Linked DNA regions of Macaca mulatta: region 2 is linked to region 1. The links are chromatin contacts, called in public Hi-C maps. All regions are on one chromosome and are shown on one strand. Each heading gives the region's core, a stretch centred on a gene start, on an enhancer-like site or on the middle of the called end of the contact. The rest is flanking DNA. Distances are from core to core; before and after follow the strand shown. Region 1 holds the start of EFNA4 (ephrin A4). Region 2 holds the start of PYGO2 (pygopus family PHD finger 2).

Region 1 (6,203 bases), core at 2,284-4,783:
TGGGCACCCCCTGACTGCACCACTCAGCTCAAAGGTGGCATGGGGTTGGGGGACAGGGGCAGCTGGGAGGGCAAAGTGGTTCATGCTTTATCTTTCCCCCTCGGCCCTCTCTTTCTGACCCCCCTTTGCTGCTGGTTCCGTGAGTCTGCCCTTTGACCCCTTCACTCTCCCTGATCACTTGACTTCACTCCCTGCCCCCTGCGCCTTCATGGCTCTAGAGTTCTTAGCCCTGCCCTCCTTTAAACCTGACTTCCGCCCACAGCAACCAGCTCCCTGACCACAGGGCTGCTCCTCAGCCTCCTGGTGTTATTGGTCCTGGTGATGCTTGGTGCCAGCTACTGGTACCGTGCCCGCCTGCACCAGCGACTCTGCCAGCTCAAGGGACCCACTTGCCAGTACAGGTATGAGCATCACCTCCCTGCTACCACTTCCTTTAACTGGGGACAGTGCTGAAGGCTGCCTCACCTCTGCAGCCCCTGCAACCTGGTTCTGAGCCCTAAGCCCCTTGGACCTTAAACTTGCTGACTGCCATACCCCACACCTCCCTTCCCTATATGCACCCACAGCTTTTTACCTCACAGCTGTGCCCCTGTGGGGTGGCTGGAGTGCTAGGGCCATTTCTCCCCAGGAGCTCCTGTGCTGGATAAGTGGGGTCTTCCCTCAAGCTAATAAATAACGCCCCCACAGGCCCCACCACAGTTTTCCCTATACCACACATAAGTGCCTTCAAAGAAAGGGTTAACCCCACTCAAGGATGGCATAAGGTAGAGAACAGGGTCTGAGGCTGGGCCCTCTCCCTTCTTGCCTTTCCTCATGCATAGGGCAGCCCAGTCTGGTCCCCCTGAACGGCCAGGACCTCCGCAGAGGGCCCTGCTGGCACGAGGCACTAAGGTGAGTCCCAGATGCCAGAGGAAGGGGACTCCACCTTGGCTGGGCATCCAGCTTGGACCCTGGGGGGTGCACATTAAAGGCTCCAGACTCAGAGAAAGGCTAGCACTGCCCAAGAGTCAGTCGAAGGAGTCAGGGCCAGCCCTGCCCTGCCCTGCCTTCCCCTCCCCTGGCTACAGGCAGAGAAGCTGAGTCCAGAAGAGTGGGGAGGGCAGCCAGCTGGAGCAGGGGCTGCTGGGCTCCATCCACTGGCCAAGAGGTGGCTTTGAGAGGTGGGTCTATCCATGCCCCCAGCAGTGACCCCAGGAGGGCACAAGGGCAGTGGTGCTCAGAATGGCCTTCCGTGGGCCCAGGTCACCATGTTAGAAGGGCTGGTGAGCACCCCCGCCCTAAGCCCTCTGCTTGGATGATGGGAGTGTGTGCACACCTCCTCCCCACTTGCTCCCCACCTGCATGCACCTGCGTAACTGCATGCACAGCACCCACTGCCCTGGGCCCCTGCCAGCCCTCCCTGGGCACTGACCCTTCTCTGCCCACTCTGTCTCTCTGCTTCCTCTTCCCCCTCTGTGCCCATCTGCCCCTCCTGCCCTCTCAGCAGGCTAGTGCTCTCGGCTTCCCGGCCCCCCCTTCCAGGCCGCTGCCGCCTGACCCTGTGCCCAAGAGACTCCAGGTAAATCTGGGCCAGGGCCCGCCCTGAGCCAAGGCAGGTGGGAGGCTTGGTACCCAACTGCAGTTCTCATCCCTGCTCCCTGCCAGTGGTGCTCTTCATTAGGTGATCGGGGTGCCCCTCAGCCTTCAGACACTCTGAGCCCCAGAAGCAGCAAAGGGTGAGCCTCCTGCCTTGGTTTCTACCACCATCTGGTGGTCAGTGGCGGGACTGCAGTCGGCCAGGGACTCCGCGGTTGACCTACACCTTCCTCCCCTGAGACATCAGCTGGCATGCCTCCAAACCCTCTGCGCATGCCCTCATTCTCTCCTGCCCCCTGGCTGACTTTGCATGTTGACTTGAACCCCTCTGGGGAATCTCTATGCATGTCCACAGCCCCTGGTTATGCTCTCACAGCCACTGCCCCTCTCTCTGTTCAGGCTGAGCTGGCTGACCGACCCAATCCCCCTACCCGCCCTCTGCCCGCTGACCCGATGGTGAGAAGCCCGAAGGTAATGGTGGGGGGAGAGAAGGGCACGGCCTCTCCCCCCATCTAGGGCTGTGGTGCTGGTAGCCATGACGGTGGTGGCCGTGGCGAGATGCCCCCTCAGTGCATGAGGGCACATATCCAGGTGGTGCCTTTAATGGTGACAGGTTTGTTTGCAGACAAGGGTGACCGATGGTGCTGCCCCCAAGCTGGTGTTCCCCAGCACCAGTGCGTTGGGGGTGGGCAACATGACACCCCCCCCACCTAAGCCGGCCTCCTGCCTTCTCTCCCTCAGTCTCAGGGGCCAGCCAAGCCCCCACCCCCAAGGAAGCCACTGCCTGCCGACCCCCAGGGCCGGTGCCCATCCGGTGACCTGCCAGGCCCAGGAGCTGGAATCCCGCCCCTAGCGCTACCCTCCAGGTAGGAGGAGCCCTGGGGATGGGTGGGCGGGGCGAGTGACCTGGGGGAAGGGGGTCTCTGACCCTTTTTTCTCGGCTTCCCGCACTCCAGACCAGCGCCACCGCCTCCGACAGTGTCCTCGCTCTACCTCTGACCTCTCTGGAGGTTCCGCTGCCTCCAAACCGGACTTAGGACTTCAAGAGGGGGGCGTGCCCTCTGGAGTCCCCTACCATGACTGAAGGCGCCAGAGGCTGGACGCGGTGTCTTAAGGCTCCGGGCACCGCCACGCGCTGTCAAGCAGCACTCTAGGGACCGGCGGCGTAGTTGCAGCTGGGGTTTGGGGAGGGGCTGGGGGTTGGAAGGGGTTGAGGGAGGTCCGCACAGCCTGTCTCTGCTCAGCTGCAATAAACGTGACATCTTGGGAGCGTTACGCAGTTTGTCTGCTTCTAGAAGCCGGGTCGCTCCTGCTGCGGTTCCAGGTCTGGCCGCCAGGAGACGCTGCTGCCTCAGATGAGGGCGGGCTGTGTGGGGCGGGAGTACCAGAATGGGTCGGCATGTGTCCCCGGGATGCTCGCGGCTTCCCTCTGCCCAGACTGGGGTGGCTTTCGGCGCAATCTGTCAAGCCGTTGGACCTGCCGTCCCGACTTTGACCACTGGCTGGGAAAAGTGGATCTGGCTGGTGTTCTCAGAGCCCAGGAGCCAGGGCGGAGCGGGGCGGCGGCTGCTCCCACGATCCCAAGGCGGCGCACCTGCCTCCTCCCCCTCCGCCGCCGCCGCCACCTGAGGGATCCGGAACAAAGGTGCTTTGTACAGGCTACAACCACCTCATTACTTCGTATTCGGGACTGGGGCCGCGTGGGCCCCCAGCCTGGATCGAAGGTGTGGAGCGGCAAGGGACAGACGCCAATCCCAAAGTGAGCATCTAGCGCGCCACCTAAGGCTTTTTAGGGAAGGTGGTCCCAGAAGCTGTGTTGTCCCTTCCGCTTGCACTATCCCTAGATTTGCAAAGAAAACGGGGCAGTGTATGAAGGTGGTTGGATAGGCTAAGGTTATGTACCCTTATTTAAAATCTTCCAAACTTCTAATAAGGCAGTCTACCCAGGACTAAAGCAGACACGAAAGGGATAACCTCCCTAAAAATATTGCTGTTGGAATACGTCTTTCCTCCCCGTCCCCTCGCAGTGAGGTGCAGCCTCAGCGGAAGCTTTGGCGAACCCGGCGTGCGCTGCGGTGCACAGAGGGTTAACTGGAGTTGGCGCTGGATGGAGAGGAGGAGACGCGCTCCCATTGGCGGAAAGTTATCCAGGGCGGGGTCTGTGAATCTCCGCACCCCACCCCCCTTTCCACAACCCCCCTCTTCACTTTGTACCTTTCTCGCCTCGACTGTGAAGCGGGCCGGGACCTGCCAGGCCAGACCAAACCGGACCTCGGGGGCAATGCGGCTGCTGCCCCTGCTGCGGACTGTCCTCTGGGCCACGTTCCTCGGCTCCCCTCTGCGCGGGGGCTCCAGTGTCCGCCACGTCGTCTACTGGAACTCCAGTAACCCCAGGTAGCCGGGCCGAACCGGGCGAGCGCCTAGCCAAGTCTGCGCGCTCCCGGGCTTTGCGCGCGCCCGCCACCCGCTCTGTGCGCGGCGCCGCCTGAAGCTGGCCGCGCGTCGGGGCTCCTTTGTTTGAGCCGGCGGGGAAGGGGGGAAGGGGGAGGGGCGAGGCGCGCCCTGGGTCGCCCCACAGCCCGCATGTGTTGGGGGGCAGGCAGAAGACCCCAGCCCCGAGGGTTGTCTAGGGGGTCTTGGAGCATGGACCTGGGGGGGCCTTTGCCCGCACTCCGGGCTCCGCCCCCCTCGCTGCTCTCCTGGCATCCCCAGCCTCCCGCCGGCCGGAGCTGGGGCTGGCGAACTTGAGATCAAGGGAGGGGGCTTTACTCTTGTGAAAGAGCGTGGGTTACTCTCCTGACCGCTGGGTCTCACCTCTGGCTCTTGCTCTGTTTCCTGATCTCATTTACTATCTCTGCTTTCATCTCTGTCTTTATTGGTCCTTCTGTTTCTTTCCAGTGTCAGCCCTGCCCTTCTAGCTGAATCACCTCTGGGCAAGTCTCGTGACCCTCCTAACCTCATTTATCTCACCTGTATAATGGGCTAATAATACCTAGTACCCTGGGAAGTCCGGCGGGGTAAGTGAGGTCATGTATGTGAAAGAAGCTCAGGCTGTACAGATATAAACTATTATTTCTTTCTCTCTCCTGAGCTGCCTGCCTTTGAACCTCAGTATATTTTACTGTTTCCAACCCCTTCCCCAAGTCTCCATGTCTCTTCTGTTTCCCAGCTGTTTTTCTTTCTGATTTTCTACTTGAGACAATCTATGACTCTATTCATTTCTTCACTTACTAACACTTATTTATTAAACACATACTATATGTGCCCAGCCCTGTGATAGGTTGCAGGGGATTAACTATATAGATGAGAAGATCAAGACCCTGCCCTCTGGGATTCCACAGACTCTGGAGAACAGGCGCAGGCAGCAGAGCCTGCGTAAAGACAGGTCATTACAATACCAAGTGATAAGAGCTTTTGTTGTCCTTGGACTCTGAATTCCTCTATCTCTGTCACAGACCAATGCTTCTGAATCGCTTGGAGGACCTGTTAAAAATTCAGGTTTCTCACTCCCCAATCTTACGGTTTCTGGTTCATTCATTCAATCCACAAATATTTATTGAACACTATCTTGTGCTGGGCACTTTTCCAGGCACGGGGAATGCAGTAGAACAAAACTTACCAAGGCCCTGTCCTTGCTCAGCTTGCGTTCTAGTAAGTCTGGACTGGCTAAGCCCAGGAATCTTCATTTCAAATCAGAACTGATACAGGTGGGCCTTGGACCACCCATTGGAGGCTTTTCCTATGTCACGCTTCGCTGTGTTTGTGGTATGGGGGGTGGTTCATGCAGCATTCGGTACTGTGGGGAGCAGCCTGTTCCAGCCCTTCCCACCTGTGCTGGCTTCCCCAGGCAGCTCCCAAGAGGTGGGGAAGGGAGTGCTGAGAAGACGGAAGACTGGGTAGTATGTGGACTCCCCCCATGCCTGGCACTTGCTCTTCCTGGCCAAAAAAGGGAGGCACCTAGCACCCACTCCCTCATTCTTTTTTTTTTTTTTTTTTTTTTTGTTAATTTTTAGAATTTAGAGACAGGGTCTTGCTCTGTCACCCAGGCTGCAGAGCGGTAACAGCTTGCTACAGGAACTCATGGACTCAAAGGATCCTCCCGCCTCAGCCTCCCAAGCAGCTGGGACTACAGGATTGCACCACCACACGTGGCCTTTATTTATTTATTTATTTATGGTAGAGACAGTCTCACCATGTTGCCCAGGCTGGTCTTGAACTCCTGGCCTCAAGCAGTCCTCCCACCTCGGCCTCCCAAAGTACTGGGATTCAGATACTAGCCGCCACACCTGGCCTCCCTCATTCTTTTTTTACCATGACATTCTTTTCACCCTTGGGTTGAAGTCTAAAGGACAGTGTTCCTCACTTTATATCTGTGTTTGAGGAGACCTTTCCCAACCCCTGTCTCCTCCTCTGTATCTGCAGCTGCACTGTGTGCAACTGTACTTCCTGCCTCTGCCCAGCTTCTTCACAGCATCCATCCACCTGACATTGATCAAGCCTGGTGCTGTACCACGTTGGGTGTTGGGCACTGGGGCTAGAGAGGTGTGTGGCACCTCCACCCTGAAAGATAGGGTGTGGTGACCCTCCTTCTGGCATCTAAGCTGTGTGGTTATGGGCACTGCAGGTCT
Region 2 (6,203 bases), core at 2,274-4,773, 100 kb before region 1:
TCTGCTCCCAGGAGCAACTGTTTCTGCCCCATGGGGATGGAAAACCAGTGGAAACAAGGACCAAGAGCCAGACATCAAAAAAATCACCCTGGAAGAGCAGGGAGAGACATGTGCACTTCCCTGGGCCACTTCGCCAGCATCACCCATCGTTAGCAGCCACCAGCTGCCCCATGCCCTCGCGGATGTAGACAGACTGGATCTCCTTGGTCTTGAGGCAGAGATCGCAGGCCCAGACGGCAGAAGCTTCAGTGGTCAGTAGCCCATAGGCGCTCTCAGTCATGCCTGTGCACTCACGGTGGAACCACTTCTGGCAGGAAGCCTCACACAGAATGGCATCCTGGTCATCATTCACCTCACTCCGACAGGCACCACATGGGTACACCAAGCCTGGGGGAGGCTGGGGCCCAGAGCCCCCACCTGCCTTGCCAGGGGGTGCCAAGCTGTTGGCATCTGGAGTGCCCCCACCCCGCCCACTACTGTTTGGGGGGAAACTGGGCTGGTTCCCATTAACAGCAGCAGCTGGGGAGCCTGAGTGGGGTTCCTGGGGAAAAGCAGTAGGGGCAGGTGGATTCAAGGGCTTCCCCCCATCCTCACCACCAGGGCCAGGAAAGCCAGGGTCCGGACCAGGAAAGGGACTTGTGTTAGGTGGCAGGCTGGGAAGCCCCTGACCAGGTCTCTGGAGAGAAGGGCCAAAAGGAGCCCCTGGCTGAGCAAATCGTTGGGACAGAGAAGGTGGGCCCAACTCTGCTCTGGGAGGCTGTCCCATGGTGGGTGAGATCATGGGACCAAATCCCCCAACTGGGCCCGGCATCATCTGCCCGCTGGGAGGACTAAAGTTTTGACCTAGAGGCTGGTTGAAGGGTTGGCTGGGAAAATTCATGTTGCCTGGGGGTGGGTAGCCAGGGCCCTGGGGGGGCATGTTGAAAGCAGGGCCCATAGGATTGGGAGGGAAGGGGGGTGGCTGTCGACGAAGTGGCTGGGGGCCCCCTCCAACTCCAGTGCCATAGCCTGGGGGTACCTGGCCCGCCATGCCCCCCTGCACGCGGAAGCCTCCAAAGGGCACAGGACTGCCAAGGAATGGAGGGGCTGCACCCCCCACCTTGGGGGCTCCGAAGTCATCTTCAAAAGGGTTGGATGCAACCAGGTGATCCACCATGGGAGTCGGGGGTGGTGCAAACTCCGTCAGATGTGAGTATGCAGGGCCCTAGTGAGAAACAGTTGAGGGAAAGAGGGTCATGGAGGGAAACACAGAACTAAACCAAGAGAGCACTACCAACACAATACACATTTTGGAGGCTGATACTGGGCAGCTCAGGCCTAAAATCAATATGGACCACAGGCCAGGTACAGTGGCTGACGCCTGTAATCCCAGCACTTTGGGAGGTCGAGGCGGGCAGATCACAAGGTCAGGAGATTAAGACCATCCTAGCTAATACGGTGAAACCCCGTCCCTACCAAAAATACAAAAAAATTAGCCAGGTGTGTTGGTGGGCGCCTGTAGTACCAGCTACTCGGGAGGCTGAGGCAGGGGAATGGTGTGAACCTGGGAGGCAGAGCTTGCAGTGAGCCGAGATCGCGCCACTGCACTCCAGCCTGGGCGACAGAGCAAGACTCCGTCTCAAAAAAAATAAAAAATAAAAAAATATATGAACCACAGGCCGGGCACAGTGGTTCACACCTGTAATGCTAACACTTTGGGAAGCCGAGGCAGGAGGATCCCTTGAGCCCAGGAGTTTGAGCCCAGCCTAGGCAACACAGCAAGACTCTGTTACTACAAAAAAAAAAAAAAAAAAAACCCAAGAGAAAGAGGGTGGAGAGTGGAACCAGCATAGTGCAGTAACTGTGTTTTAAAAACGGGCAGAACTAGAATGGAATCCCAGCTCTGACCGTGAAAAACAACCTCAAGACTGTGGAGCACATATTTAACATTTTTAACCCCCAGATTTCTCGTCGTAAAATAGGGATAATGCCTATCTCCCCCAAACTGTTAAAGCATGTTAGCACAATCCCTGGCACTAAAAAAAGGCTCAGTAAGTGGAAGGTGTTACGTTATCATCATGAGGAAACCAGGACAGGAAACATGGAGGAGACTGGAACCCTGCGTGGTAAGAACTTTGGTCGAATCATCTCTAAGGAGAGAATACTTTCCCCTAAATTTGTTATAAGGTTCAGGGAAAGAACAAGAAACAAAGCAAGAAAGCCAGTTTTCTCTCTCCTCCCTGCAGCTGATGCAAGATACAAACAGATACTGGAATGGCAGAGTAGACAGTGTGCCGCCAAGGGGCTGCCGGGAACCACCCCCACCACCAACCACCATTCACCTGAGTATTTGACTTCCTTCGCTTCTTTTCTGGGCTCTTCATTTGCAGACCTGGAAGAGCGGCAAAAGGAAGACGCAGACAAGTTTCCCTGAGGTTTCCCCAACCTCTTTTCTCTCAGCCATGCTCTGAGGAACTCCTTTAACGTCAATACATACTTGCTTATTTATTCAACAAATGCTAACAAGGGGTGCAATATGAAAAATAGATCGTGAAGATGATCATACTCTCAGCTATGTCTTCCTTTAAATGAGAGATATCCCATCTTTCGATATCCTCAAGCTCCAAGTGACTACTGAATTCCATGTGGCTCCAAACTCTAGCGTCCTCAATGTGTGACACCTGCCCCCAACTCCTGGAGGATTACACCCACCCATCCTTTTCACCTGAGCCTCCCTTCAAGCCCTTCAGCCTGTGAAACGCCCCCCTCCCACCATCCCTCCCCTCTGAGGTTCCCAAGTCCTAGGCTTCTTCAGCCCCCGCTCCTCGCAGCGCTCTCACCGGCCTTGCCCTGCTTCCTCCCGGTGCTGGGCGGCGCAGGGGGCGGTGCGGGGCCGCCACCTCCCTCCAGCTTGTCCGGTGGGGGCGGCGCCGAGGCGGCCATGGAGTGAGGGACCGGGGTTAGCGGCGGCGGCGGGGGATGGAGGCGCCCTCGGGCTGCACCATCGCCCAGAAGGGGAGTCAGGGGCAGCACAGGCCCCCAAGCTGCAGCAACCACAAAGTGGGACGACAGGGAAGCGCCCAGCCGCGGCGCGAACTGCGCGCTCTCTCCACACTCGCCGCCAGCCAGCGGCTGCAGCAACCGGAACCGGAACTCGGCGCGGCCACCACCACTAAGCGCGGCGGGGAGGGGGAGCAAGGACCGGACGAGACCCCACGCCAGAAAACAGGCGGCAGGCGAGGGGCGAGGCTTACCACTGCACCACGCGAGTGGAGAGGGTCGTTTCCGCTAGCGGCGGCCCACACCAGCTCACCGAGGGGCGGCGGCGCGCGGCCCTGCTGCCGGACCGTACCATCCCGGGCGGTGGAGCCACCGCGGAGGGGCGCGCGCGAGCCGAGGGCGCGCCTGGGAGGTCTAGGTAGTCCCGGGGGCCGGCGTTGCGGCGCCGGGGAGTCCGGGTTCTTGCCTGGACGCACCCGGAGCCAGCCCCCGCCCCCCGGACACAACATCTTCATGGGGACGGTGGCGCGACACGCCCCACTCTGCCGCGCCCAAACTCCGCAGACCCCCTAGCTTCCCTCGGCGGCCGCGACCTCCCGCCTCCCCGCTGTGCAGCTAAGGGCCCGCGGCGTACACAATAGGCTTCCCAGGATTAAGAGGCAGAGGTAGAAGAAATACGGACTTTAATGAAGAGTTTTCCCTTTGGTATAAGTGAGACCCGTGGAAACATCCAAACAACAGCAAAAGGAGTCCAGGATGAAAACGGTCAACTGTCCCTTATCCACAAGGCCAAAAGAGGGGCCCAGGCTGGGCCGGGCCTGTAGAAGGTACTCAGGAACTGCAGGTTTTGCGTTTCCCCTCCATGAAACTGACAGGCATTCGAGCTGACTTCTGCCTCTCAGTCTCGCGGTAAGAGACCCAAGTTTTTCTAGTCCTAGATGGAAATAAATTTCATCTGCCTCAGGTCTGGTATAAAAGGTGCGATCCCAGTTACCTCACAGGCCTGGGCGAGGAAAATGCCAACAGCTGTAAAAGGGCTTGGAAAAGTCAAAAAGGTGATGTATAAATGTAATAATTGATTACCATTTTGTGCTCGAGAATAAGCCATGGAAAACAAAATAGGAAAGTAAGTCTACAGCCCTAAAATATATGCATATAAAACTTTAAAAGAATGCAGTTCCAACTCTACAGATGGTATTTGGGGATTGTCTACTGCTTTAAGAGTCTCAATGCCCTTTTTCCCACCTCCACAAAATCCACCTGGGAGAGTGAACTGTACAAGAGGCCCAAATTCAGTCACCCCTACCCCACCCTGCCAGAAAGGGAGGCAGGGCAGAGGCTCCAGGAAGGGCTACACTTTGGCTGTAGAGTACAATAGGCATGCAACATGGGAGAGGGCAGGCCTTACGAAATGTATATACAGACCCCTTGGGGTGAGGGGCCCCGGCCAGGAGGCACTGAGCAAGGGAGGGATCCATCTCCCCCCTGGCCGGGAGGGGGGCTCTGGGGCAATCTCTAAGGGTTGCATATCCCCAGGGAGAGGGGACAGCTGCCACTCCTGCCTCTGTTATCCCAAACCAAACCGGAAAGAGTGCTGAGCAAGAAGACAGGTCCCAGAAGCCAAGAAGGTGTTGGCATCCCTGTCATTGAACTCAGGGGCCCAAGAACTCTGCATAAAATATCATCAGACCTAAGAGATGGTCAAAGGCACAAAGTTTAAACATGGTGGGGTGGGGGTGTTGAGAAGGGTCTGGGATACCCTGAAGCACAGAAGTGTGATTTGTTCCCCCTTGCCCAAAAGGGTGACTGTTCCACTGGGCCTGTCACCACAGGACATTTTCCATGACAACCACTCACTTTCTTGGGGAAGGGGCATCAGGTTGGCACAGGAAAGGCCCAGGTGAAGGGCCACTCTGTACATTAATACTTTGGTGATCAATGTTTGGGGAGAGGCAGGATTCTCCCCCAGGCTTCTGACTCAAACCCTCAAACCCTCACTCAGCTGGATATGAAACCCAGAGTCCACACTACTCCCAGCTCTGACACAAGGCCAAGCCCGCAGAACACTCCCAAATGAGGTCCCAAGAGTTAGGGAATAGGGTGGAAGGGATTGGAGGGCATCTTCTGGAAGAGAGGTCTGGGGCAGATCACAGTTTCCGCTCCACAGGTTGCTGTAGACACAGTTCGCTGCCCGCAGAGATGATGGGCAAGTGATTGTCCATATGGTAGCTGATGAGGTGACTGACACTCTCAAAGCGGTGATCCTTAGTCCGAACCTGGGAGGGTGGGAAGGAAGAAGGTCAATTCAGGTGAAGAGTCAAATAAGACCTCAGCCTCCAAGGTGGAAGAGGGTAAAACAGACAAGAGGCTTGAAGAAGGAGAAAAAAATGGTAGGGGAGAGTGTGGCCTATCAGTCCTGATCATTGAGGTTTCTCTAGAAAGAGACAGTTGCAGGAATAGACAGGTCAGTGAAGTGGGAAAAGGCAAAGGTGACATCAGCCCTGAAAGAGTGAAGCTGAGAGCTATATACCCTTTTCTTGACGTGGAAAAAGTTGGCATGTCTCAGAAGAGTATACACAGTGCAAAAAAAGATGTGGAGGCTGGGCATGGTGGCTCATGCCTGCAATCCCAGCACTCTGGGAGGCTAAGGGAGGCGGATCACTTGAGCCCAGGAGTTCAAGAACAGCTTGAGCAACATGGCGAAACCCCATCTCAACAACAACAACAAAAATACAAAAATTAGCCGGGTGTGCCACCACACCCCAGCCTGGATGACAAAGCAAAACCCTATCTCAAAAAAAAAAAGAAAAGAAAAAGAGGAAAGGAGGCTGAGATTGCTGTAGAAAACAGACAAAAGTTTGTTTGTTTCTAGACAGGGTCTCTGTCACCCAGGCTAGAGTGCAATGGCGCAGTCATGGCTCACTGTAACCTCAAACTCCTGGGCTCAAGCAATCATCAGGCCTCAGCCTCCTGGGTAGGTAGGACTACAGGCATGTGTCACCATTCCTGACTAATTTTTTGTTTTTTTTTATTTTTCTAGAGATAAGGTCTTGCCATGTTGCCTAGGCTGGTCTAGAACTCCTGGCCTCAAGCAATCCTCCCACCTCAGCTTCCCAAAATCTTGCGATTACAGGCATGAGCCACCACACCTGGCTAAACAAGGAAAGTTTTGAAGAACAGTGAGGCAGTGCAAATAAGAGAAAGCACAGTGGTCTGACTCCTGA

Evidence for each region. Hi-C and Micro-C count contacts between places; a contact is called where the count stands out from the background.
Region 2: a Hi-C map of liver shows a contact between it and region 1, with 3 times the contacts expected there. The contact joins the promoter of PYGO2 here to the promoter of EFNA4 in region 1. A contact is called at or near these places in 2 of 14 Hi-C or Micro-C datasets (fetal cortex germinal zone and liver).

Annotation. Positions count from the first base shown.
Region 1 is chr1:111,937,277-111,943,479 of T2T-MMU8v2.0, reverse strand. EFNA4 (ephrin A4) reads left to right here and starts at 3,533. Exons shown (of 5, transcript XM_077944830.1): 1 at 3,533-3,969. The coding sequence starts at 3,683. It overlaps ADAM15 (ADAM metallopeptidase domain 15), which reads left to right. Exons shown (of 24, transcript XM_077942864.1): 18 at 1-34; 19 at 263-401; 20 at 822-891; 21 at 1,487-1,558; 22 at 1,975-2,031; 23 at 2,317-2,441; 24 at 2,532-2,850. The coding sequence ends at 2,574.
Region 2 is chr1:112,039,421-112,045,623 of T2T-MMU8v2.0, reverse strand. It overlaps PYGO2 (pygopus family PHD finger 2), which reads right to left and starts at 3,523. Exons shown (of 3, transcript XM_015110893.3): 1 at 3,234-3,523; 2 at 2,322-2,371; 3 at 1-1,204. The coding sequence starts at 2,363. The coding sequence ends at 140. SHC1 (SHC adaptor protein 1) reads right to left here. Exons shown (of 12, transcript NM_001261487.1): 12 at 3,640-5,255. The coding sequence ends at 5,127.